7 separate regions of the Mus musculus genome follow, and all the other regions are linked to region 4. The links are chromatin contacts, called in public Hi-C, HiCAR-type and HiChIP or PLAC-seq maps. All regions are on one chromosome and are shown on one strand. The core of a region is the stretch at or near the end of the contact, and the rest is flanking DNA. Distances in the headings are between cores, read along the strand shown. Region 1 overlaps Cdk14 (cyclin-dependent kinase 14). Region 2 overlaps Cdk14 (cyclin-dependent kinase 14). Region 3 has its middle 40 kb from the start of Cdk14. Region 4 holds the start of Sri (sorcin). Region 5 has its middle 19 kb from the start of Cldn12. Region 6 holds the start of Cdk14 (cyclin-dependent kinase 14). Region 7 holds the start of Cldn12 (claudin 12).

What was found. Hi-C and Micro-C count contacts between places; a contact is called where the count stands out from the background. HiCAR-type assays count read pairs that join an accessible place to other places. HiChIP or PLAC-seq counts read pairs in DNA pulled down with a chosen protein or histone mark.
Region 1: a contact with region 4 is called in a HiCAR-type map of astrocytes, with 4 times the contacts expected there. The contact joins the enhancer-like site here to the promoter of Sri in region 4. A contact is called at or near these places in 3 of 39 promoter capture datasets (3T3-L1-derived adipocytes, cranial neural crest and frontonasal cranial neural crest), 2 of 115 datasets of contacts at active chromatin or transcription factors (astrocytes and bone marrow-derived dendritic cells) and 1 of 9 other capture datasets (liver).
Region 2: a contact with region 4 is called in an H3K4me3 HiChIP or PLAC-seq map of embryonic forebrain, with 10 times the contacts expected there. The contact joins the enhancer-like site here to the promoter of Sri in region 4. A contact is called at or near these places in 7 of 39 promoter capture datasets (the 3T3-L1 cell line, the C10 cell line, cranial neural crest and 3 more) and 1 of 115 datasets of contacts at active chromatin or transcription factors (embryonic forebrain).
Region 3: a contact with region 4 is called in an H3K27ac HiChIP or PLAC-seq map of bone marrow-derived dendritic cells, with 12 times the contacts expected there. The contact joins the enhancer-like site here to the promoter of Sri in region 4. A contact is called at or near these places in 13 of 39 promoter capture datasets (the 3T3-L1 cell line, the HPC-7 cell line, HPC-7-derived erythroid cells and 8 more), 3 of 115 datasets of contacts at active chromatin or transcription factors (astrocytes, bone marrow-derived dendritic cells and large pre-B cells) and 1 of 9 other capture datasets (liver).
Region 5: a contact with region 4 is called in a Hi-C map of liver, with 3 times the contacts expected there. The contact joins the enhancer-like site here to the promoter of Sri in region 4. A contact is called at or near these places in 7 of 39 promoter capture datasets (the 3T3-L1 cell line, cranial neural crest, frontonasal cranial neural crest and 3 more), 1 of 484 Hi-C or Micro-C datasets (liver), 6 of 115 datasets of contacts at active chromatin or transcription factors (acute myeloid leukemia, bone marrow-derived dendritic cells, cardiomyocytes and 3 more) and 1 of 9 other capture datasets (embryonic stem cells).
Region 6: a contact with region 4 is called in a HiCAR-type map of astrocytes, with 8 times the contacts expected there. The contact joins the promoter of Cdk14 here to the promoter of Sri in region 4. A contact is called at or near these places in 11 of 39 promoter capture datasets (the 3T3-L1 cell line, 3T3-L1-derived adipocytes, cranial neural crest and 7 more), 3 of 115 datasets of contacts at active chromatin or transcription factors (astrocytes, bone marrow-derived dendritic cells and embryonic forebrain) and 2 of 9 other capture datasets (adipose tissue and liver).
Region 7: a contact with region 4 is called in a HiCAR-type map of astrocytes, with 7 times the contacts expected there. The contact joins the promoter of Cldn12 here to the promoter of Sri in region 4. A contact is called at or near these places in 15 of 39 promoter capture datasets (3T3-L1-derived adipocytes, the C10 cell line, the HPC-7 cell line and 11 more), 7 of 484 Hi-C or Micro-C datasets (LSK cells, Th1 cells, adipose-derived mesenchymal stem cells and 4 more), 10 of 115 datasets of contacts at active chromatin or transcription factors (VIP interneurons, acute myeloid leukemia, astrocytes and 7 more) and 4 of 9 other capture datasets (adipose tissue, liver, macrophages and 1 more).

What each region holds. Positions count from the first base shown.
Region 1 is chr5:5,342,071-5,345,429 of GRCm38.p6, forward strand. All of the region lies in intron 2 of Cdk14 (cyclin-dependent kinase 14), which reads right to left. Among named protein-coding and RNA genes, the nearest start is that of Gm30151, 27 kb to the right of the region's middle. Within about 2 kb of position 1,876, at least 204 of the 459 cell types and tissues checked have an H3K27ac peak or open chromatin away from gene starts, as enhancers often do. A contact at or near this core is called in 3T3-L1-derived adipocytes and astrocytes, where this site is marked.
Region 2 is chr5:5,132,369-5,135,601 of GRCm38.p6, forward strand. Cdk14 (cyclin-dependent kinase 14) reads right to left here. Exons shown (of 15, transcript NM_011074.3): 6 at 2,951-3,045. Among named protein-coding and RNA genes, the nearest start is that of Gm30151, 240 kb to the right of the region's middle. Within about 2 kb of position 1,948, at least 11 of the 459 cell types and tissues checked have an H3K27ac peak or open chromatin away from gene starts, as enhancers often do. A contact at or near this core is called in embryonic forebrain, where this site is marked.
Region 3 is chr5:5,418,261-5,421,829 of GRCm38.p6, forward strand. No RefSeq gene overlaps it. Among named protein-coding and RNA genes, the nearest start is that of Cdk14, 40 kb to the left of the region's middle. Within about 2 kb of position 2,066, at least 179 of the 459 cell types and tissues checked have an H3K27ac peak or open chromatin away from gene starts, as enhancers often do. A contact at or near this core is called in the HPC-7 cell line, astrocytes, bone marrow-derived dendritic cells and 2 more, where this site is marked.
Region 4 is chr5:8,055,165-8,058,309 of GRCm38.p6, forward strand. It overlaps Sri (sorcin), which reads left to right and starts at 1,378. Exons shown (of 8, transcript NM_001080974.2): 1 at 1,378-1,475; 2 at 2,374-2,457. The coding sequence starts at 1,425. It also overlaps the pseudogene Gm15730.
Region 5 is chr5:5,532,309-5,535,789 of GRCm38.p6, forward strand. No RefSeq gene overlaps it. Among named protein-coding and RNA genes, the nearest start is that of Cldn12, 19 kb to the left of the region's middle. Within about 2 kb of position 1,948, at least 8 of the 459 cell types and tissues checked have an H3K27ac peak or open chromatin away from gene starts, as enhancers often do. A contact at or near this core is called in liver, where this site is marked.
Region 6 is chr5:5,378,859-5,382,339 of GRCm38.p6, forward strand. Cdk14 (cyclin-dependent kinase 14) reads right to left here and starts at 1,393. Exons shown (of 15, transcript NM_011074.3): 1 at 1,177-1,393. The coding sequence starts at 1,267.
Region 7 is chr5:5,513,069-5,516,396 of GRCm38.p6, forward strand. It overlaps Cldn12 (claudin 12), which reads right to left and starts at 1,908. Exons shown (of 4, transcript NM_022890.2): 1 at 1,697-1,908; 2 at 94-183.

The DNA.
Region 1 (3,359 bases), core at 626-3,125, 2.7 Mb before region 4:
CCTTCATTTTCTGCCCTGATTACTCTGCTTTTGATATTTAGAGTTAGGGATAGACGGGGCTAAGCACATTGCTGAGATATGGGCATACGCGTGACATCAAGGCTGATCACAACCACTGGGGGTGAAGGCAAGATAAATTTATGTTTCCCTCTTTTAAAATTAGACTGATAGGAAGAAATGTCACTTACACTGTACTTCTAGTTGACAGTGATGGCCTGGGAGCGCATTAGAATTATCTCAACACTTATTTTAATAAGTGCTAAGTGACACAGCCTTTGAGAAACGTTGGGGGGTGGGGGTTATCCCTAAATCCCTGAATTCATTCCCAAAGGAGAAAGCCTTTATTAAAAACGATGCCAAGAGAGGGGGGCTAACAAGGCCCAAGTGCACTCACAGGGATGCCCAGTTCTCTCACAGTCTAGGAATGTAGGCTTGGAAAAGATAAACAAATTCCACGGACAATAGTCAATCATTCCCGGCCTTTCAGTGGATACACTTTCCCCTCTCAGAATACAATAAAAAAAAGTCAGTAACTGAGGCTCAGATCCTGGGCGCAGCTCCAGGTGGGAAACACAGGCAGAGATCAAAATCAATGGTATTTGTTTGTACAAGTGGGACGGTAGCTTACAAGCAACTCACAGTGTTTCGTGGTACCCCCTGCCATACACACCCCAAAAAAGGGATTTCCTAAAATTGAAAAGTAGACTCGGGAACCATGCTTAACTGTAAGACTTCTGCGTTCCAGATTGAAAGCAGCGCTCCCAACGGTTAGAAAGTGCTGGATCTGAGTCAGTTTGAAAGGCTTCCATCAGAAGCCAGCAAAGTAGCTGGAGCCATCTTCCTCTCATTCCTGGCCTGGGAACAATTCTGTCACTCAGGAAATCTGGAGCCATGCCAACACACTGCTTCAGCAGCCTGCTGGGGGATGGGTGAGGAGAGGGGAAATGTCTGGGCAGCTGGCTTTTGTCACAAAGCCTTCTCTCTTATAGAGGCTTGTAATGAATTTCCGAGACTTAAGACATTGTTGTAAGTGATTAACAGGACAAAAATATCCAAGGTGTAAAAGGCCAGTTGGTATATGAATTAAATCTTTTGCAAATAGTAAAATATGATAGTCTAGTCATTTTTCAATTATTTTCTTTAGACTAGCCTCAAATGTCTATACGGAAGAAGAAAAAAGCTAAGACACTGAGGCCTTAATTTACACACCAGGTATTTTATATTAATACATACACTAGATATTTCCCTCACTCTTGAGGAGCTTTGGAGCCTGGCGGCCCCAGGCAGGTCACACATACCACCCTGGCTCAAGGTACTGGGAGGCCTGGCAGCTACCACACAGGAGGACACACTGGGGCTCAGGGTGACTCAGCTACTGTGTTGTAGTCACAGAGTGAGGAGCCTGATCACAGGCCTGAATCCACAGCTGCTGCAAAGCCTCCTCCCTAAGGGCTGCTTGTGACGACCAAACTTTGTCCTACTTTGGAACTCTGTCAGGTTGTTTCCTCTTAGCCAAAAGGCCAACACTCCCTCCACTGCTTGAACTGTTAGAGCTTTAAACAGCTCAAAGATTAGGAAATACAGTTTACAACAATGGAAACCTAAGAACTTGGAGTCATGAGTCCAGAACACAGGGCAGAGTAAATGCCCTTGTCTAGATGGATTGTAAGGGTCCATGCTTTGCTGGGGAATGATACCCCAGACTCAAATAAAGGATTTCCTGCACGCAGGGGGTCTCCCCATTTACCAATGGAGACTCTCTGGGTGTATGCTTTGCAGGGTCAGTTTAAAGCCTGTCAGCGTAGGAGTGGGTGACTTTTGCTTCTCTTTCCCTTGAGTGGTTGGCTCTGTCTTCAGGGCTGTGGAGCCTTTGTGATTGGTTAGGACTCTGGGGACTTTCCAGGGTAGCAAGGAATCCTTGGTTTGGCTGCCCACAGTAGTGGTTGGCTGACCACAGGTTCCTGGATCCAGGTTCTCATATCCAGGAAACAGAAAACTTAGGCCTAGTCTCCCAGACTACCAGTTTGCAGCCTCTCATGGAGTCAGCCTGGCTCTGGCTAACTCAGTCCTTTCAGGGTAAATTGCTCAGCTTATCACTGACTTTATAATATCAAGGGGAAAAACTATCATTTTTAAAAAACATGTTACTGAGCTTTTTGGGATAAAAAAAAATCCAAAAAGTACGTAGACTTTCAAAAGAACCCTCCATGTGCCTGCCCAGCTGCTCAGAGCTGCAATGCTCCGCTGAGTCTGGAACACTCCAAGTCCAGATATGAAGCATCTTTAGCCCTCTCAGCCTCTCGGAGCCTTGTATTACAGTCCTCTGTCCCTAACCTAAGGGCTTTGCAAGCATCACACAGAAAGTTCCAACTTACAGCAGAGCACTAGTTTCCCTTTGGAACATACTATTTTGGCCGACCATTAGTTTCCACCAACCCCAAAGCTAATAGGATCTGAGGCAAATGGTAGTGATTTCTCCATCTTGGTGTAACCTGTCTCTCTGATGTTCCACTACTGTATTTGATATCTGTATCAGTGTCCTGATAGCTGGCATTCTTTGTACTATTTTGTTTTATTTTGGTTTGGTTTCTATACTGGACAGTCACTCAGACACTCATATTTGGCTCCAGAATGTTCTCTTAGTCTCACTGAGATACGAGTTACATTATGTCAATAATAATGGCACCCAATGTGGGGCTAGGAGAATAACTCACTTTTCACTAGAGAAGCCTCCTTCATGCAAGTAAGGAACAGGCACGGAGCCACCAGGCACAATCCTTATCTCCCTGGGGCGTGGCTGATGACGAATTTGTTTAGCCCAGTATGGTTGTTTAAGGATGCTATTTGGTAGATGCTGTTTAGGGCTTACTTTCTCTCCAGAGTGTTTGATTTAAGGTGTCTATTTTGCTTGTGTGGCTTCGGGAACATTTTGGTCTAGACATCTGGCTTGATTTTCTACTTGTTTTCATACCTCTGAAGGCATTTTGGATTCTGGTTGTTTGGGTTTGTCTTCAGCTTTTGCTCATCTGAAAACTATTGAAAGCATTTTGGGCTTTGCTTTGTTTTGTCTCTGTTTTGTTTGCCTTCAAAACATTTTGATTTATTTACATCTGGCCTTTGTCTGCTGACACTCTTCCCCAAATACATAATCCTGCATTTCTTTTTTTATAAATAAGATAAATAATTTAACATAAAGTCCATGCTATGTTAAAACGTTCCATCTGTGAAGGCCACTTCCCCTTGGGAATATACGCTCATACCTGCATGTGTCCTCTTTTTCCTTAACCCTCGGGCTTAAGCCTACATTAAAATATCTTCATTATAAAAGCCAGTTCTAAAATTCCTTCAATTGAAGCCAC
Region 2 (3,233 bases), core at 698-3,197, 2.9 Mb before region 4:
CCTTCCATGAATTGCTTTTGGTCATGTATCCTATCACACCAACAGGAGTAACAAATGCAGTTCTCTGCCATGGAGAAGTTTCTCCACACCATTCCCTTTGGAGACAGAATCTCACTAATTTTACCAGGCTAGCCTTTAGCATGGTCTCCAGTCAGGCCTTATATTTGTGACTCTCCTATCTCAGTCTTGTGACTGGTTGGAAATACAAATATATGCCACTAGACCCAGTGAGAAGTATTATTAGTGACATGGAACGATGAAAATAATGCTCCTCAGGAGGAAAGTTCCAACAACTTTAAAATATGATAATATCATTATAAATTTTGGGAAAGTTTAGATTGCAATATTTGAGATTGATTTCAGAGCAGACTAAATAACAAAGCCACATGTTTATGTATGAATATATAGACAGATAGATATGTATGTGTATATATGTTTGTGTGTTTAACTACAGAGCAGGGGACCTTATAGGGCAATAATATAGAATCTTGCTTTATGAAAACAAATCTCCTATTCCAGTTATGACCAAAGTCTACAACCAAGTACAGCCACAATGAACAGGGAACATATACACCAATCAGAAGGCAAAGCAAGATGGGCATGAAAATAACGCAACCTAGCTCTCAGCTTTTAAAGTGGTAAAAATCATAGTTTTATGCAACAGTACAAGAGAACATTAAAATTAACAATGAGCTCAGCATGGTGGCACATGCCGATGATCAATCGCAAAGCTTGGGAAACTGAAGCAGGAGGAGCTCATGTTCAACTCGAGCTGAGGCTCAATAGCAAGGCCCTGTTTAAACACACGAAAAAGAAGCCACAGTTCTCTCAAACACTCCTCCACCACCCTGTCTTCATCTGTGTCTCAGCATCCTATGCCCACATCACACCCCTGCCTTCCTACATTACACCCATTCAATCCATTCCTCAAAGGCATTTCAATTTACAGACTCACCATCTCTTCCTAGTGATAGGGCATATGCAAAAAATGTATATTTCTGCTAGATATGTTGAGAGCAATCTATCTACAGGAGTGGGGAGGAATTTTCATTCTTATAGTATCAGCAGTCTAAATACAAAGAGGAAGAATTTTGCTAGCATAGTACAAAAACCTTTAGATAGTCTTCAGACGAATGAGCTTTATAGTGAGTAACGGACATAAAATCAGGCTAATATATCTACAGAAACCGGCAATGTCCTTGAAACTCTGACTTTAGTGGTTCACTGGAGCACCATGTAACTAACAAACAAGGTGTAGCAAAGGGGCTTCAGCACAGAGAACAGATGGAGACACAGAGACTAGTGAGAGGAAGGCAAGCACCACAGGAAAGGGAAGAAAATCATGGTAAAGGGAGATCTAAAGAGGAGGCAGGGCCATCAGAAACCATGACCATACTCCTCACATGTGAGTGCCTGTCCTGTGGTTGATTAAGACCTTCAATATCAATGTCCAGTAGCACAGGGGCTAGGGAAATTCTCACTCACGCAAAGAAAAATGTGTATCAGTCTTATCAGCAAATATTACAGAAGGGAGTGGATTACCCTGTTTTGCTGCCTCCTCCATAGAACCTCAGCAGATGACACAGCATCTCACATACACATGCTTTGTTGCTTTATGAGCAAATTGCCCTTTCTTTTAAAATTTGAAGATATTTTCACAATGTAGTTGTTAGTTTCTCTACCAGGTCTGTTAATTTAGGTGTCCCAAACATTTGCTTTTTTATTTCCAGTTTAATTACCTAATTAGATAGAAAAAATAAATATCCTTTCTGTAAAGCACTGTAGAAGATAGTAAGTATAGATAGGAAAATCTAGATTTTTTAGAAATATGTAAATCAGACATACTAGAAAACATGAATGGAAAGCTCCAAGTCCAATCCATCTCATTACATTACTGGCTCCAAATCATGAAGGAAACAAAAGAAATTATAGTTGCATTGATGTGTGAATCTGCTTCCTTTCTTGGTAGCATGTAATATATGCAACTTGCTAGCTTAACTGCCCTAGTGCAGCATTACCATATTATTCAAATGTATCTATCATTTATATGTAAATAGACAAGATGAATGGCTTTTTCATGAGACAACAATGTTCAAATGATAAACAGAGGCGGACATTAGCAAGATAAAACTGCTTCAAATATTCATTCTTTCATACTTTTAAAGAAAATGTGTTTTTTTTTTTATTTCAGTAAAAATAGTGTGGTAATTATAAAAAATGGGACTTTAGTACAGTCAAATTACTGGTAGCTATTCTTCTCAATAAAAAGTCTGCATCGATGTCATTTGTATCTTATAAATTACATGTTCTCGGATCCATCTGTGAAAACTCGGATGCTAATTATCATGGTTACGTTCCATGATTCCACAGTTAAATGCTGAGACGCTGTTACACAAACACCATATGTTTTACTGAGGGAAATGAAGAAAGATTAATTACCATTGCAGTTCAGGTCTTTGAGCAGTGACACCCTCAACACAAGAAGATTGTTACATGGAATGCTATACAAATTGGAAGCTTTAGCTAATATATGAAATAACTGAGGTGGGAAACTTGGAAGCCTAAATTGTAAGGATCAGGATCCCCGGCCCTGTTCCCTCCCCCCAGAAGAATCTACCTAAGGGTGCTTTTGTAAAACCAAGCTATAAATCCCAAGGAAACAACCATTTGTGTTGTTTCTCAATTCCTTCGATAGAGAGCATCATTTTTGATATGCCTACAAATCACACTGTAAGCATACTAGTAACAAACAGGCTATAAATAAACCACATGTCTAACGAAATGCATACTCAAAAGCCTGTCACATGGCCATGATTTTATGCAAATGTATGTCACATGTACTCAGAAAAAACATTCATTTCATAGAGCAACTTAAAAACCAACTCACTAACACTGAGAGTTTTATTCAAACGTGACACATGCAGTCTAGACCCCTTCTTATCTCGCTTACCACGTATTCAAAGACAAGGGTCAGGGTTTCCTTAGTGTGGATGATGTCGTGAAGCAACACGATGTTGGCGTGCTTTAGTCCTTTCAACAGGGAAGCTGTAAAACGACAAGGACAGAGAAAGAATTTATCATCGGGTGCCATGAGCCAGCACGTTTCATTATCCACGTGGTAACTCTCAGAAGGAAGATTTCTACTTCCCATGTTCTCTAAGCCAGGAACAATTCAGAATAACGGGTGGAAGAACAAGATTTTAATTTACATGAAACTCTCCCAACCATTTCAC
Region 3 (3,569 bases), core at 816-3,315, 2.6 Mb before region 4:
AGATACAATTTGCAAAACACATGAAACTCAAGAAGAAGAAGAGAGACCAAAGTGTGGATACTTCGTTCCTCCTTAGAATGAAAAACAAAACACCCATGGAGGGAGTTACAGAAACAAAGTTTGGAGCTGAGACAGAAGGAAGAACCATCCAGAGACTGCCCTACCCAGGGTTCCATCCCATAAACAGCCACCAAACCCAGACACTATTGCATATGCCAGCAAGATTTTGCTGACAGGAGCCTGACATGACTGTCTCTTGTGAGGCTATGCCAGTGCCTGGCAAATACAGAAGTGGATGCTCACAGTCAGCTATTGGGTGGAACACAGGGCTCCCAATGGAGGAGCTAGAGAAAGCACCCAAGGAGCTGAAGGGATCTGCAACCCTATAGGAGGAACAACAATATGAACTAACCAGTACCCCCAGAGCTCACGTCTCTAGCTGCATATGTAGTAGGAGACAGCCTAGTCGGCCATCATTGGGAGGAGAGGCCCTTGGTCTTGTGAAGATTCTATGCCCCAGTACAGGGGAATGCCAGGGCCAGGAAGCGGGAGTGGGTGGGTTGGGGAGCAGGGTGAGGGGAGGGTATAGGGTACTTTCCGGATAGCATTTGAAATGTAAATGAAGAAAATATCTAATTTTTAAAAAGAGAGAGAGAGAGAAGAACAGCCTGGCGCAGGCTGTGTGATCTGTCCTCCATGTCCCCTATGTGAGATGAAGAACAGCCTGTCCCAGCAGGGAGGCTCCGCAGACTCCAGCTCCCGGTGGTTGTGAGTCCTTTGCTGTGGGTGCTAAGGATGAATTCAGGTTCTTTCCAAGAGCAGCCTGGCCTTAAAGGTCTCAAGCCCCTGCAGGCATAGTCTTGGTGCCCCTTTCCCTTTAATGGCTACCGCTGTGTTTTCCTTTAAAAATCGTCACCACCAAAGCTTCCTATGATTGCTTTAAGAAAGAGGACAGTTTCAACTTTTTTCTCCAGATCTCTGATCCTTCTCAAATCACTGCTGTCCACAGTGTGAGGTCTGGGCAGGCGTCTATTGTTTTTTTTTTTCTTCATCTAAATGGTGAATTGTTTCCACTCTATCTGATGAAAAGATCTTGTTCTAGTTTCATTTCAGTAAATTATGCCAAGGAACAGGAAACATTTGAAACATTACACAGGGAAACTGGAGGAAAATGAGTGCTTGACTCATGATTGAGTCATTCTTGGTAGTAAGACAACAAATGACCAGCAAGACTTCTTCAAATCCAGTCATCACACATAGGAATTGCTGACAGGATGATCTACTTTCTGAATGAACAAAGCTATTTGATATGGAAAGGGTGTTCTGCCTACTGTATAATTTGCTTTAGCTTGCAGCAGAATTCTGTTCAACTAAAAACAACTTTAAAGTCAAGTAAGGTGCATTTGAAGAGACATGGAATGCTTGCAAACCTTTTGGTTATGCAATGATCAAGCCCAAATTACTTGTTAGGGTTAGGATTAGGGTAGTTCTCATTTGTAGCTACACAGCTGAAATATCAACAGGCATTATCATGCAGCCATCAGACTTGTTTCCCACTTGTTATTATAGCAATTATTTTCCAATAAGGATAAACAGTGAGGCCCATTTCTCTGAATTATTCATTGAAAGCCAGTATGTGCTTGGTAGGTGATTGGGTGATATGGTAGAAAAGTCACGCTTAACGGAAACTCAAACTGGAATTTATACGCAATTTAGAGTTTTTAAAAGCAGAACTAAGGCACAGCTCTAACAGGAAGGGCCAGAGTCAGGCTTTAAAAGCTTCTTCCTCTTTCCGTTTTTCTGTGTACCTCTAGCTCTTCAGTCCCTTCCTCCACAGCAGTCTTCAGGTTCCCCTTGCCGCTTCCCTTTCGGTATTGAACCTGGTGCTGTGGCACTGCACTCGAGTCTTGCTGTAACCTGAGGTGGAACATCAGGGCAGAAGTGTATAGAGGAGGAGAGCTGCTCACACTCAGTAGCAAAGGCACAAGCAGAAAGAGCCGCGGAAGGACCGAGGGCGCCATGCCTCCACACCCCACCCAGTGACTTACTTCCTCTGCTGAGCTCACCTCCTAAGGTTTTAGTCACTTCTGACTCACCACACTGACCACAGACCACGCCTTCAACACTTGACCTTTAGGGGGATATTTTTAGATCTCAGCAATAAAAGCCTGACTCTATTAAGTGTCCCCTAATATCTATGCCTCCTTTGGCCCAAAATAAACCGTATTTTCTGCTAAACTCAGGAATATGTAGCTCGTTTGTCAGCCATCTTATAGCCAGCAATGGGCCTATGACTCCCCTTTGACCAAAGCAATGTGACCAGAAATAGTAAGTAGAACTTACTGATGATAATGTGATCCAGAAAAGCAGACCAGGGCCCAGAAAGGAAGTCTAATGCAGGCTTGGTCTGTAACTGAGATTTTCAGGTGACAGCTTTTTCTGAAGCTCTGTCACAGGGGCGTAAGTGGCGTTGGCTCTCCCTCTCCCTCCCTCTCTCTCTCTTTCTCTCTCTCTCTCTCTCTCTCTCTCTCTCTCTCTCTCTCTCTCTCTGTGTGTGTGTGTGAGAGAGAGTCCTATAGCATCTGAGGAATAACACTGGACGTTAGTCCTCTGGCTTCCATATCTACCTTTCTTTCCCTTGAGACAGGGCCTCTCACTGACTTGGATCTTGCCAGACAGGCTAGGCTGGCTGACCAGTGAGCCCCAGGGATTGACCTGTCTCTGCCTTCCCAGTAGTAGGATCACAAACACCACCACATCTGATTCTCTCTCTCTCTCTCTCTTTTTCTCTCTCAGAGATAGATATAGAAATAGATAGATAGATAGATAGATAGATAGATAGATAGATAGATAGATAGATAGATATAAGATAGATATTTTTATAAACATATAGATATAAATATGTATTTAGATAGATTTATGTGTATAATATGCACATATATACATGTGTATCTGATATATTTACATTCCTTTAACAAGTGCTTTACTGAATGAGCTATATCCACAGCTACCTGAAAATTCTTATGTTGAATTCCTAATCTTCAATACCTAGGAATATAACTGTTTTGGAAATAAGATCTTTAAGGTTAAAATGAGATTATCAGGATATGCTCTAACCCAGTAGGACCAGCGCCTTCCTAAGAGGACATTTAGACCCTGGCAGGAACAGAGTGGCTAGGTGAAGTCCCAAGGAGAGGACAAACACCGGCTACCCAACAAGAGAAGTCTTGGTAGAAACTTATATCACTAGCACCAAAATTCTGTGAGAAAAAAAAATCTGGGATACTTAGCCTTATAGAGGCAACTTCTGCATGAGGGCCAACTAAAACTTGCCTGAGAGCCTAGAGATTGGTGATGAAATGGCAGCCAATCAGGAACTGCCACTTGGAGGCCATGCTTGTTTGGGACCAATGGGACACAAGTGGAGGGTATAAAGATTGCTCCCTGAGAATTAATAAATGTACTTGCTGCCCTGGTCTTACTTGCTCCCAGAATCTGAGCCATTGATTTCGAACTTTCTCATCCACTGCCCCCAAGGATGACTCTGGGTTGGATGGAGGACTCAGGCA
Region 4 (3,145 bases), core at 128-2,627:
AGTGTTGCTGGTCCTGGCCGGATGCTACTCCGGTCGCAAAGCCGTCATCGTGAAGAACATTGACCATGGCTTCTTGGACCGCCCTTACAGCCATGCCCTGGTGGCTGGAATTGACCGCTATCCCCAAAAAGTGACAGCTGCCATGGGCAAGAAGAAAATCGCCAAGCGATCCAAGATCAAGTCCTTTGTGAAAGTTTATAACTACAACCACCTCATGCCCACAAGGTACTCTGTGGATATCCCCTTGAACAAGACTGTTGTCAACAAGGATGTGTTCAGGGACCCAGCTTTGAAACAAACGCAAGGTCAGGCGGGAGGCCAAGGTCAAGTTTGAGGAGCGATACAAGACAGGGATGAACAAATGGTTTTTCCAGAAGCTTCGCTTTTAGGTATATTTTTGTTTCGTCATTAAAAATAAAAATAAATTAATAATAACAACAACAACAATAATAATAATAACAATAAAGCAGGCAACCGTTGGTGACTCTCATCTGGGGCTGAGGCCATGAGAGGCTACCCTGAGAACCTGGATCTCAAAAGGAAAGAGTAAGAGCAAACAGTCAAAAGCAAACAAACAAAACATCGACCAACCAACACTGTTCAGTCCTTAACAGTCCGGAGCCAGCAAACAATTACCTCTTGTTGCAATTGCACCAAAAAACAAAAAAGAAGCCGTGAAACATCTGAACAACCCACGTGAGTTTCACATCCTTTCCAGGAAGCTTCACCACTGGGGTTGTTTCTATTCGAATCATCCAGAAAATTAAACAATTCACTTTCCTATGAATGACCTGGGTGAGGCTGTCCTGCCTAGAAACTGCCCTCTTCTACCCCACCCCACACACCCACGCCTAGCAATCGCACCTGAGCTACACTCAGCTTAAACGGTTGGCAAAGAAACAGGCCACCCTCAGTCAAAGCTAAAAGCCCACTTGCATGGTTCAGAAGTTTTCATCAGGTTTTCAAAGTTTTTTTTTTCCTATTTTGTAAAGTGTCTCCTTCGCCCACTGGAATTGTTCTCCCCTTCCCTACAGTTGTGCATAGCGTTCTTATCCCGTCCTCTCTACCCAACAACCCGGTGTAAATAGTAAATGTTCTACAAAATAGCACAGTAGGAAGAAGGGGGGAAAAAACCCTCCCCTAGCTGTGCGTGGATGTCGGAATGTGCCACTAGGTCGAGAGGGAGAATGGGTCCTGATATAAACTCGTCTGGGGTCCTGGGTCATCGCCCGAGTGTGGGTCGCAGACGGCGCTGACACAGCACAGAGGCAGCAGGGAACGGGCGGCACTCGGGATGCCGCGGGGCGATCGGGGTGGGTGGCGGCGAGCGGCGGCCCCCGCGGGGCGGCGTGGTGCGCTCCGGGGCGGCTCTGGGCCGGACGGGCGGAGCAGCAGACAGGCAGGGCGGAGGCGCAGTCTGCACCATGGCGTATCCCGGGCACCCTGGCGCGGGCGGAGGGTACTACCCAGGCGGGGTAAGTGCAGCGGACGAGGGCACAGCAGCCTCTGGTCTCCCGAGACTGGAAGGCGCCACGGACGAGCGGGAGGAGGCGTCGCGGGCGGTCCCAGATGCTCCCTGCGAGCTCGCCTGGACCCTGATGTCCAGCCTTGGCTCCATTTTTCTTCCCCATCTCTTCCAAGGGCCTTTCCAGGGCCCACCGGTGGGTGGGCTGCGACCCAGGAAGCCCATTCTGTAACTCGGATATGTGGCGTGAGATAGTGCAAGTTGGTGTTGACTTCCTGCTCTCTCGGAATGTCCCCAAAGCAACAACAGCCATCTTGATCTAGAATGGTTCTGTGGTCACTCCCTTGAAAAGAAAGTGACAGGGAGACCAGAAAGTCTGGAGAAATGAGCTGAAGTCCTAGAGGAAGACCACTTAGGCAGATGTGGGAGGTGTACTGTCAGAGACAGAGGGACCCTCATTTTAGATATAACCGGGCCGGCCATCCCTGTTCTTCCCAAGCCACACCTGTCAGCCCTGTACTAACTCCAGCCTTACTTAGTACTTCAAGTACTTCAAAAACACCGCAAAGGCTGTAAAAACCAACAGGAAAACAGTCCTAAGCCTAGCCACCAGGTTGCTTCCGGTGCACTGACCTCTGTAAGCTGGTTAATAGGGATTTTTAAAGTGGGTCTGCGTTTAGTGGCCATCACTCTCATGAAACTTGTTTTGGACCAAGTCTCCAGCTTTTAGATGTCAGGAGCAGGAGTGGACAAGCCTGGTGGGTCACTGAGCTGAGTCAAGGTGGTGGGGAAGATAGAGACTGTGAAGGTCGCACAGGCGTCAATTGTACAAAAGCCTTGGATGGTTAAGATAAATTCAATTCTCTCTGATGCCTTTACCTTTTTTTTTTTTCTTTTCTTTTTCACAGTATGGTGGGGCTCCCGGAGGGCCTGCGTTCCCTGGACAAACTCAGGATCCGCTATATGGTTACTTTGCTGCTGTGGCTGGACAGGTTAGCCTTTCCTTCAATACTGAAGAATTGTTATGTTCTGTTTGTGTTAGCATTTAGTGCAGTGGCACAAAAACAGTCTTTGCTCTGGAAATGAGTCCCTTTGCCTGAAAGAAGGTAAAAGGAAAGGAAGACTAAAACAGTCTTTATTTTAGATCTGGACAAATTTGGACAGAGTATTGCCTGTATCAATAATAGATCAGTTCAAAGCTTGTGATTGGACTGGGATTAGACTGACCCAAAGGGGGAATATAAATATACTTTGAAGATCTACAAAGTGTATACCTCCTCACTTGTATTGTCAGGATAGAACAAGGGCTGCTTACAGAGAAGAAATTCAAGATCTGAACATAAAACCTCTGCTTGCCTAACCTAAAGACAAATATTAGTAATTAATTATTTTATGGCCCAATTATGATAGTTAGCTACTTTCAGTTGAATTCGATAATTAATCATTTACCCACAAAGGAAGTAGAGAAGAGCTGTAAAGAAGCATCGGCTTCCAAGCACAAGAGTTGCTATCAGTATTCGGAAGGTAGCCTCCACCCAGGGGCAGGTGCTCTCTGGAGCTAGCGCTCCATGTCCTTATTAGGTGATGTGGCCAGATGACCCACGGAGGGAATGCAGGTCAGCTAGTCCCAAGTCCTAAGACCTACTTCCTCCCTCCGAGAGTTATGACCGATGCCTATGG
Region 5 (3,481 bases), core at 698-3,197, 2.5 Mb before region 4:
TACTAGCAGCTTACTGAAACAGTTGCAGATAATTACAGCCAACCATTGGACTGAGGTTGATGAACCCTACAGAAGAGTCAAGAGAAGGATTGAAGGAGCAGAAGGGGATTGTAATCCCATAGGAAGAATAACGGTATCAACTAACCAGACCCCTCAGAGGTCCCAGAGACTGAGCCATCAACCAAAGAGAATACAGGGGCTGGTCCGTGCTCCCAGCACATATGTAGCAGAGGACTGTCTTGTCTGGCCTCCGTGAGAGAGGATGTGCCTAATCCCGTAGAAATTTGATGCCCCAGAGAAGAATGATACTGGAGGTGGGGGGTGGTGGTGAGGTGTAGATGAGTGTGTGTGGGGGCTGGGGAGTACCCTTTCAGAAGCAAAGGAGGGGGTATGGAGTGAAGAACTTGAGGAGGGGGAACTGGGAAGAGGAGCACCATCTGGAATGTAAATAAAATAATTTAATAATATATATGTATAAATATGTTTTTATATATATGTATGTTTATATATGTGTGTATATGTGCATAAAAGCTGCATCATTTTCCTAGAGACAGTGCTGGAGTATTGTTAGTCTTCATTTGTACAGGTATCCCCATAATGGTCATAACTTCTAATAAATGCGTAATTACATAATCGACCTTTTCAGAAGATAAAGCTGGCGCCCACTGAAATCCTGAATATGTCTACAGTGTGGTACACATATTATAGTTTACCAAGCTCTGTGAAGTGAAACACACCCACTTGTCAAATTTAATTCCTTAAGGGTTACTTCCTGCAGGTGATGGAGTTTGGTTATATAAAGAACTAGGGTATTTCTTTAGAACTTCTTTAGTCTGTTGCTAAGTGATAGATAATTCTTTCTTGAAACATTTGCATTGACATGGTGGGTTTTTAAAAATGAAATTCTGAAGCCTCTAGCACAATTCCTATCAGTAGCTGATCAATTGCATCATTCCCTCGTTTTAGAGGGCCTAGAAGATCCATACAGGATCTGTTATGTGTCATATACATGATTTCTATTTCTCATCACTTGTTGTAATTGAACGGTGAAATCAATTTGGCATCATCTTGAATAAGTTCAGTGGCATCTATATGCAAAGCAGCTTTCTGCATATTGAGTCAGTAACTATATTAAGAGACTCTAGAAAAGCTAATAATACCAGTAGAATGGCAGACAACTCTCATTGTTGAATGGTCTCATAGGGCTCTGAGCTACCTTATTTATTTTTTCTTTCTTTTAATCTGCCTTTCCTGATTTATTATTGCATTAGTAACTATATTTTAAATGCAGCTATTTTGAAAATATATTTTGAAAGGTAGAATGAATACCCTTGGGAAAAACATTTCAGGAAATATTAAAATATGTATTTCGATGTAAATTAACAACAATGCTGCAGTTCAAACCCAGCATTGGGTAGCTTGAACAATCCCTCTTTTCAATTATTTTTAATAAAGTAGAACATTAACCTGGGAGTGTGGAGATAGCTCAGCCATTAAATGTTAGGCTCAGAACCAAAAAGAGTTGCTACTCCATCATGAAGATCAAAGTTCAGATTCCAGCACTCATGTAAACAAGACTGGTATCTTGCAATGTCTGCAAACTGCAGCTCAGGGGGATCCAACCTAAGGCCTCATTGTTGCATATGTACACAAGTGAACATAACACTCTAAATTGTCTTTGCAAATCTAGGCTTTCTCCTTTTGTTTAAGAAAAAACTAACAGCTTTTAAAAGATGTAAATAGACTACGTCTTCAGTCACATTTTAATAATTACACAGTAAATCATGAATTTCTTTAGCAGTAACCTAGGAATCACTAACAAACACATTCCTACCCAGACTCAAACCCTGCGATAGGTTGAATTTACTTGGCCCAGGGAATGGCACTATTAGGAGGTGTGGCCTTGTTAGAGTGGGTGTGGCCTTGGAGGAAGTGTCATTGTGGAGTTGGCCTTTAGGCTCCACTGTTCAAGTTCTACCCAGTGCAGAAGAGACCCACCTCTTGGCTGCTTGCAGAAGAGAGTCCATCTGGCTGCCTTCAGGTCAAGATGTGGAAGTCTCAGCTCCATGGTGATAATGGACTGAACCTCTGAAACTGTAAACCAGCCCCAATTAAATGTTTTCCTTAGTTGCCTTGGTCAACTTAGTTGTATTGTCCCTTCATAGCAATGAAAGCCTAAGACAGAATTTGGTCCCAAGGACTGGGGCATTGTTGTGATAGGATGGTGCGTTATGTTTGGAGGAATGTGGTGTTTGGGACTCTGGATTTGGAAAGCAATGCTCTAAGTGTGGCTTAATGGGATAGCCCAGTAGGAATTATGAAAGACATTGATGCTGAGTATGATTTCAATTGTGGGGGCTTAGCTTAAGAGGTTTCAGGAGAAAGGGATTTTAGTATGTTGCATGGAGATCATTATTAGGATGTTTTGGTGAAGAATATGGCTGCCTTTTGCTCTTTTCTGGGAGTCTGCCTGAGGCTCAGGTAAAGAAATTCAGATTAAGCTGGGCAGTGGTGGCGCATGCCTTTAATCCCAGCATTTAGGAGGCAGAGGCAGGTGGATTTCTGAGTTCGAGGCCTGCCTGGTCTACAGAGTGAGTTCCAGGACAGCCAGAGCTACACAGAGAAACCCTGTCTTGAAAAACCAAAAATAAATAAATAAATAAATAAATAAATAAATAAATAAATTCAGATTAATTGCATTGACAAAGGAATTCTCTAATCAACTAAATTTAGACTCTATCCTGTAGTTAACTCTTATGAGGAACATTGTGGTCAAGGGTAGAAAGCTTAGAAAGGGAAATACAAAATACATGGCCCAAGCATTAAAGGGGCACCAGGAAATGCAATGGAGCTAAATCCTGTGTTCGGGAATATTAAATGGAATTAAGGGAGTGGTGACCTCAGGGCAAGATTACACCCAATTAAGCTTATTGTTTATGCATTTACAGTTGAACAAGGGATAGTTATGTTAGGCATTATGATGGTCTGGTTATTGTTTTCATTTCGACATAAGGAGATTTGATTATGTGTCAAAATAACAAGGGAATTGTGGCTATTCTGGGTTGTCAACTTGACTACATCTGGAATGAACTACAATCTAGAACTTGTAAAAGTGAAAAGGTAAAGAAAGGCTCAGGTTCAGGTGTGGTGGTACACACCTTTAATCCCAGCATTTAGGAGACAGAGGCATACAGATATCTGAGTTCAAGATCAATTTACAGAGCAGGCACTAGGATAGCCAAACCCAGGCAGTGAAAGGTGTAACAGAACAAGGTGAACATGTTCCAGCCCCAACAAACAACAGAACTTGCAGCATTGGCCATGTGGCTCTGGCTTTAGAGTCAAAAGGGGTTACTGGGCCAGCTGATGCTGGTTAGCTGCAGGGAAAAAACTAGTGATGATTAAGATGACATCACTGTGGTGAAATCTTCTGGGGAGTGTTTTCTGAGAGCACAAAGACGCTGTGTTACAGAGGTGGCCA
Region 6 (3,481 bases), core at 143-2,642, 2.7 Mb before region 4:
TTACAGTGTTCTCAGGAAAAGCAAAGTGTCAAACAAAATTGATAATAATAATAATAATAATAATAATAATAATAAGCTTGACTAAATATTTATCCATGTTTTCATAGTTCATTGTCCATACATGCAAACTGTCTTCAGACTGCAGACACTCACTGGCACATCAGGGCTTTAAGGAATTAGCTTATGATTAATTAATTAACTTTCACTAACATAACAGGTGAGCCAAAGGCCAGAAGGTATGCTGGGACACTCCCATGTGTTGGCTTGGGGCTTATAGGATTCCCTTGCTTTGCACAGTTACCTGTATCAAAGAAAGTTAAGGACCAAAGTTTAGGTAGCAGCTATGCCTCCAGGTTTACAGGCACTTTCTGCCACCAACACTCAAGATTCAACAAACCCATTCCACCGGACACAGCTGTCATCTTGCTGCAGCCTATAGCATGTATTCATTAAGTATCCTAAACATTCCTTGAGCGTTTTGTTTTGTTTTGTTTTGTTAATGCTGTGTGTTTATGCTCTGTTAAGTTGGTTGATTTTTTTTTTAAAGAAGACAATAGCCTCTGGACTGCACTAATGGAGCAAGTTCAGGAGACATATTCATAAATGTCTCCACAACTTCACAGCTCACCCTTCACCACAGCAGCTGGAAGGTTTCAAGACCTACAAACCGAACACCCAAACCTCCAATTATAGGACCCGGAGTACGGAACAAAAGGTCCCAAGGTATCTGTCCCACTTCCTCTAGGTTGAGTACATTAAACAACATCAGGCACATGTCAACGTTTCAACAATTCCCAAAGCTAAATTATTGGCTAAGCACTTAAAACCAACTCGCTTTAAGTAACCTAGGTGGCCACAGAAACCCGATGGCGGTGGGGACCGGGTGTTCCCTCTCCGGTTCACTGCGGGCGCCAAAGATACTATTGGCGGGGAGGAGGAACTCAAATTGGAGGCTTAAGACAGTCCACGAACGAAGCCCAGGTCCTGGGGGCAGAGGGATGGCCCTCCAGCTGGTCCCTGCCCTAGCCTGGAGTCCTCTCCTTCATCCCTGGTTCGCAGCTCACCCCGAGGTGGCAGCCGCCTGGTTGGTGCCCGGAGCACGGAGTGGGCGCGGGGACTGAGGGAGCGAGCCCCGGGATCGCCCGCAGGACACTGGGGACAGTCGACTACACTCACCGATGCGGCTGAAACTCTCGGACAAAGTTCTCCTCAACTTCTTCATCTTGCCGATCTTCTCGGCCGGCTGCGGTTCAATGAGGTCGCACATCTGGGCGGCGTAGGGCCCCGGCAACTTCGCGAAACTGGTCCAGCGCAGCGCAGCGCAGCGCAGACAACGGCGGGCGAGGGCGCGCGGCGCGGGGAAGGCGGCGCCTCGTCCTGCTCCTCCGCCTCCGCCTCCTCGCGGGCCGCGGGCGACGCGCAGCGCTCGCCAGGCTGCGGGGCTCGGGCCTGGGCCGAGGCTGGGCGCGCGGGGGCGTCTTACGTGGTGCCGGGGGCTGCCGCCATCCCCGCCGCCCGGGGGCCCCCGCGCTGCGCGGCCGCCCGCCGCATTTTCCCTCCTTTGTAAGCAAGAGCCGCGCGGCCGCGGCCGGAGATGGGGGTCCGCGGACGAGGAGGCGCAGGCGGCTGCGGACCGGGCGAGCGGGACAAGTTCCCCAGCCCGAGGGGCGGCGCTGCACGGAGACCTGCGACTGCCCTCGCCGGAGGCCTGGCGCCCGGGACCCCCGCGCGACCCCGCGCCGCGCTCCGGCTCCGAATCCGACTCCGACTCCCAGGCCTCCGCCGCCCTCCCGGACCCGCCGCGCCCGGGCGGCGCCCCCTCCCGGCCGCCCGCGCTCCGCCCGCCGCGGCCGCGCTCCTTCCGCGCGCTCCGGGACCGCAGCCCGCAGGCGGGCCAGTCCACCCGGTGCGGTCCGTGTTGGCCCACGACCCGGAAATGTTGGGGAGTGTCCGACGAGGTGCTCGAAGACCTTGGGGACGCATTCGGGTTTAGGATAGACTTTATGGCGTGGGGTGGTTGGTTTTAATTTGCAGGGAAAGTGGGTGCTCCAAAGGGCAGGAGAGGCCCCATTTTATTGGGGTACAGTGCAAAAGCTGAAAATGCTCCCCACCCCGGAACTTCTAGAAGTCAGGGCACCTGCGTTTTGCCTCAGCCCTGTCTCTGGGTGACAGGAATGTCACTGTGGGTGACTCCTCAGCAGGATACTCTGGTCATCGGTAAACTTACAACCTATTGTCACCTCCTTTCCCCACTTCAGTGAATGAACTTGAAAAGGATCTTAAGAGTGGCTTTTTTAAAAAGCCCCGGGACAAACAGTTCCGGCAGAAAACAGTCTTTTTTTTTTTCTAATAAATGAGGTGCTCCAAACGTCAGTCTCCCAGGGGAGGGTGAAGGAAGATGGGGGTTGGCCTGGTGTACTGATTATGGGCCAGCAAAGTCCTTATGAAAGAAACGTTAGTGATCTTGAGTCATCTGGCTGGGTAAGTAATAGGAGCTTTTGTGGGTGTGACAATGCTGTTTAGTTTAAAGGAAGTTTTGGGGAGTTTGTGTTTTGTCGAAAGATGTTTATCTTAAAACAAAAACTAGCCCCCTGCCTTCCTTAAATTGTGAGGTAGAACACTGATTTGTTCTGCCCTGTGCTGAGCACATTACAGGGTTTTGGTAGATTGCCACTGATAAAAAGCTGCTAGCTAGTCAAGCCAAGCCCCTAACAGGAGAGAGCCAGGAATCCATAGCAAAGTCAAGAGAGTTTAAACGCAGGGATGTTGGGTCCTGACAGCCATATCTCAGTAATTACAGAAAGCACCAACTGTGGCTTCATGCAGGAAAAAAAGTTTTATTGACATTTACCACTTGGTCAGACTAATTAGAAAATTAGCAGTTACAACTGAACTCACAGAGAGAGAAACAGAGACAGAGTGAGACACAGAGACACAGAGAGATAGAGACAAAGAGAAAAAAGAGACGGAGAGAGATCCAAACACTGATGCCTTCTTCCAGTCAACAAAGTTGAAAAAATAGCTAATGATAAAACCTTAGAGCGCTATGTATCTGCAGCTGTACTGCTGTCTCCTTTAGAAATGTCTGATCTGAGTACAGAGAGACACAGGCCCAGTGTCGTGGCTCAGTAGTGAGTGTTTGCAGCCGGCATGCTTTGTGTACGTGTGCTGTGCGTGTACCTGCACGTGCATGGGTGTGATAGCCTTTGTGTACATGTGCTGTGCGTGTACCTGCACGTGCATGGGTGTGATAGCCTTTGTGTACATGTGCTGTGTATGTGTACCTACACGTGCATGGGTGTGATAGCCTTTGTGTACATGTGCTGTGCGTGTACCTGCACGTGCATGGGTGTGATAGCCTTTGTGTACATGTGCTGTGTATGTGTACCTACACGTGCATGGGTGTGATAGCCTTTGTGTACATGTGCTGTGCGTGTACCTGCACGTGCATGGGTGTGATAGCCTTTGTGTACATGTGCTG
Region 7 (3,328 bases), core at 658-3,157, 2.5 Mb before region 4:
TACACTTTTATTTTGCTGAAGAAGAGAAGAACAGCAGCGTTCCTGACTGAGACAGCAGAAACATTATATAACCAGGGACAGGGGCATACTCACCCTTTCCCTGTGCCTGATCCTCCAAAGTCAGCTTAGTGAACTCAGATGCAACAGGAGCACATCTGCACACAAAGCAGAGATAATCTGGACCTACCAAAGTAGAAAAATGCTCCAAATTACTACAGTCCTTCCTTCGCAACTCTATTTTAACTCACATATAACTGGGGGGGGGGGGGGGGCAGTAATTGTCTAGACTTAATAATAAAATGCTACAGCCAAACAGGCAAGCAATAAGTTTTTCAAAAAGGCAGTTTAAGGTTAGGGGTGTAGCTCAGCTACAATGCTTGCCCATCATGTAGAAGGCCCAAAGTTCAAACGCCAGCACCACGACAAAGCAAAAACAAAAACACAACAACAACAAAAAAAATAGCACAGGCAATTTATTCTTATATTCACTATTAGATATGAGCCTCAAAGGAAAATAACTCTTATTTTGTGATTTGAAAGTTCGGGATAATTAAGGCTAAAATTAAAAATCACAAATCACTTTACTGGGTTAGAAATCTAAGAAAAAAATTAATAGATTTATTTTTCAAGATCTAGTTCCTGCCTACCGTGTCATAAGGAGCACGGTGAAAGAAAGCACCATGCAGTTGCCTTGGAATGAAAAGAAATGCACTGTTTTCTAAAATGTTTAAAAGACGGTATTTACCATAAAACCAGACAAAACTAATCTGCTCTGTACAACCTAAAATTTGCAACTAGTATGTCCTTTTTAGTTTATGTTGTGTGGTATCTATCGTCCTTGGCTCAACCTGCCATTTGGTATGTTTTCATATCTCTAAAGAGGAGTGACTTCCTGTTGGAATACTAGTTAACTCAAACAGGTAGGATGAGTGAAAAACTCATAAACGCCTGGCAGCTTCCTGGATCCAGGCGTTTATCGCTGGCCCTATTACAGTAATTATGCAGGATGTGGCCTGGGTGCTGATTTCCATCGAGGTTCCCCACCTCCCATCTACGATTCTTGAGTTGTTATCAATCAAGATTGTTGCTTCGAAGTCAGAAGGGCTCGTTTTACAATCAATGACCCCAATCGGACCCCTGGGCAACCTTTGCCATGAGGTCACCTGGCATAGCAGTTCTGCAGTGAAGACTAGCCCCTTCGCAGAGCAGGGCAGTGTCGAGGGACAGCAGCAGCCAGATCGGCACGTCCGGGTGGGAGCCGCGTCCTCAGGAGACCCCGAGCGGCCGAGCCTGGCAAAGGGGGGGCGGCTGCGCCCAGCCAATGGCGTGAGCCCTCCCCGGGCGCACGCTCGCCGCTCGCCCACCCCTGCCCGGTGCGTGGGGAGAGCGAGCAGGTCAGCGTTACACAACCAGCGCCGTCAGCCGCTGGGTCCAAAATAGCAGCCAGCTCGCAGCTCGCAGCTCGCACCCCCGCCCGCCCCCAGCCCTCGGCTGCCCCGGCAACGCGGCTCCACACTCCTCGGAGGGGACGAAAACGTTGTAAACGCGGTACCAAATACCTCCTCGGCCACTTTTCCACGTCCACCCATGTGGGCAACCTTTCAAATGCCGACTCGCCGCCGCTTCGCCGTTTCACGCAACACCTTCAACTACTTGCAAAAGACTCGGAAACGGGAGCGTCCCTGACCACACCTACCGGCTCCTCACGGCTCGGGCATCCCGCTCACCCACTCCGAGCCGCGGCTCCTTGGTCTCCCTCCGCTGCCGCGGAAGTGCGTTCTGGCGAAGCCGCCCCGGAGGCTTCAGGGAACCAGTCAGGCTCTCCCCTGGCTCCGCTCGGGAATACCTTGGCTGCCGGGAACTACAGTTCCTAGCATCCATCGGGCCGCTGGCCGCGGGCCAATTCCTGAGACCACCTCCTTCTTCCGGGTCCCGCCTCCCTCGTTTCCTCTTGCACCTTATTAGGGATAGGTTTACGGCTTGCTTTAGAATGCTCTCAATCACACGCATGAGGGACAAATTTGAGATTCGTTTGGTTACTCAATCAAAAGTTGTTCATTAAGTGCAAAAAAAAAAAAAAAAAGGTCTAACTCCATAGCCACACAAATTTACAAGGGGCACTTTGCTTGTTACTTCTGGGGTTAACTATAGGCAAAAGATACCCTACTGCAGCAAAATTCCATACATAAAACTAATTATTAAGTATTCTAATTTGACTCTTCTACACATCAGCTATCCTCTCTCGTCTTCTCTGATATGTGCATCCTGTGCAGATAAATATGTCAAAGGACTCATACACAGTATTTAAGTTAAAAAGAGCAAAAATGATGCCTGTGAATTCCAGTTGATTCCATCGCACTATATACATACACACAAATAGAGAAACAAAAACTGTCGATGTTGACAACTCTTTTCTTTAATTATCTTTTTTTTTTCTTATTCACTTTATATCCTGAACACTGCCCCTATCCCCATCAACCCCCTCTCCTGAGTCGGGGAGCCCTCTCGACCCCCCAACCCTGGCACTTCAATTCTCTGTGAGGCTAGGCACTTCCTCTCCCACTGAGGCCAGACAAGGCTGCCCAGCCAGGTACGTAGCCCAAGTACAGGCAACAGCTTTGAGGTAGCTCCTACACCAGTTGTTTGGGGCCCACATATGAGCTGGAAGGCCTAGGTCCAGCCTGTGTTTGTTCTTTGGTTGGTGGTTCAGACTCTGAGAGCCCCAAGGGTCCAGGTTAGTTAACTCCATTGGTCTTCCTGTGGAGTTCCTATCTCCTTCAGGGCACAGCAATCCTTCCTCCTATTCTCCAGTAAGAGTCCCCAAGCTCTGGAGACTGTTTGGCTGTGGGTGTCTGCGTCTGTCTGAGTCAGCTTCTGATTGGAGTCTCTCAGAGAGCAACCATGCTAGGCTCCTGTCTGCAAACATAACAGAGTATCATTAATAGTGTCAGGGATTGTTGCTTGCCTATGGGATGGTCTTTGCTCCATCACCTGTGCCTGCATTCCTTGTAGACAAGATAAATTTTGGGTTGAAAGTTTTATGTGTGGATCGGTGTCTCTATCACTCCACCAGGGTTCCTGTCTCGCTACAGGAAGTAAGCTCTTCAGATTCCAAATCTCCATTGCTGTCACAGCTAAGGTCACCCCCATAGAATTCTTGGGCGCCTCCCATATCCCAGGCCTCTGTGATGACAAGTTTTTTATTATTTAATTTTTTCATACAAATATTGATTATATTTCCCTCTCCCCCAACTCCTTTCAGATCTTTCTCACCTCCCTACCCACCCAACTTCATGTTATTTATCAAACATACAAAACTCAATAAAGC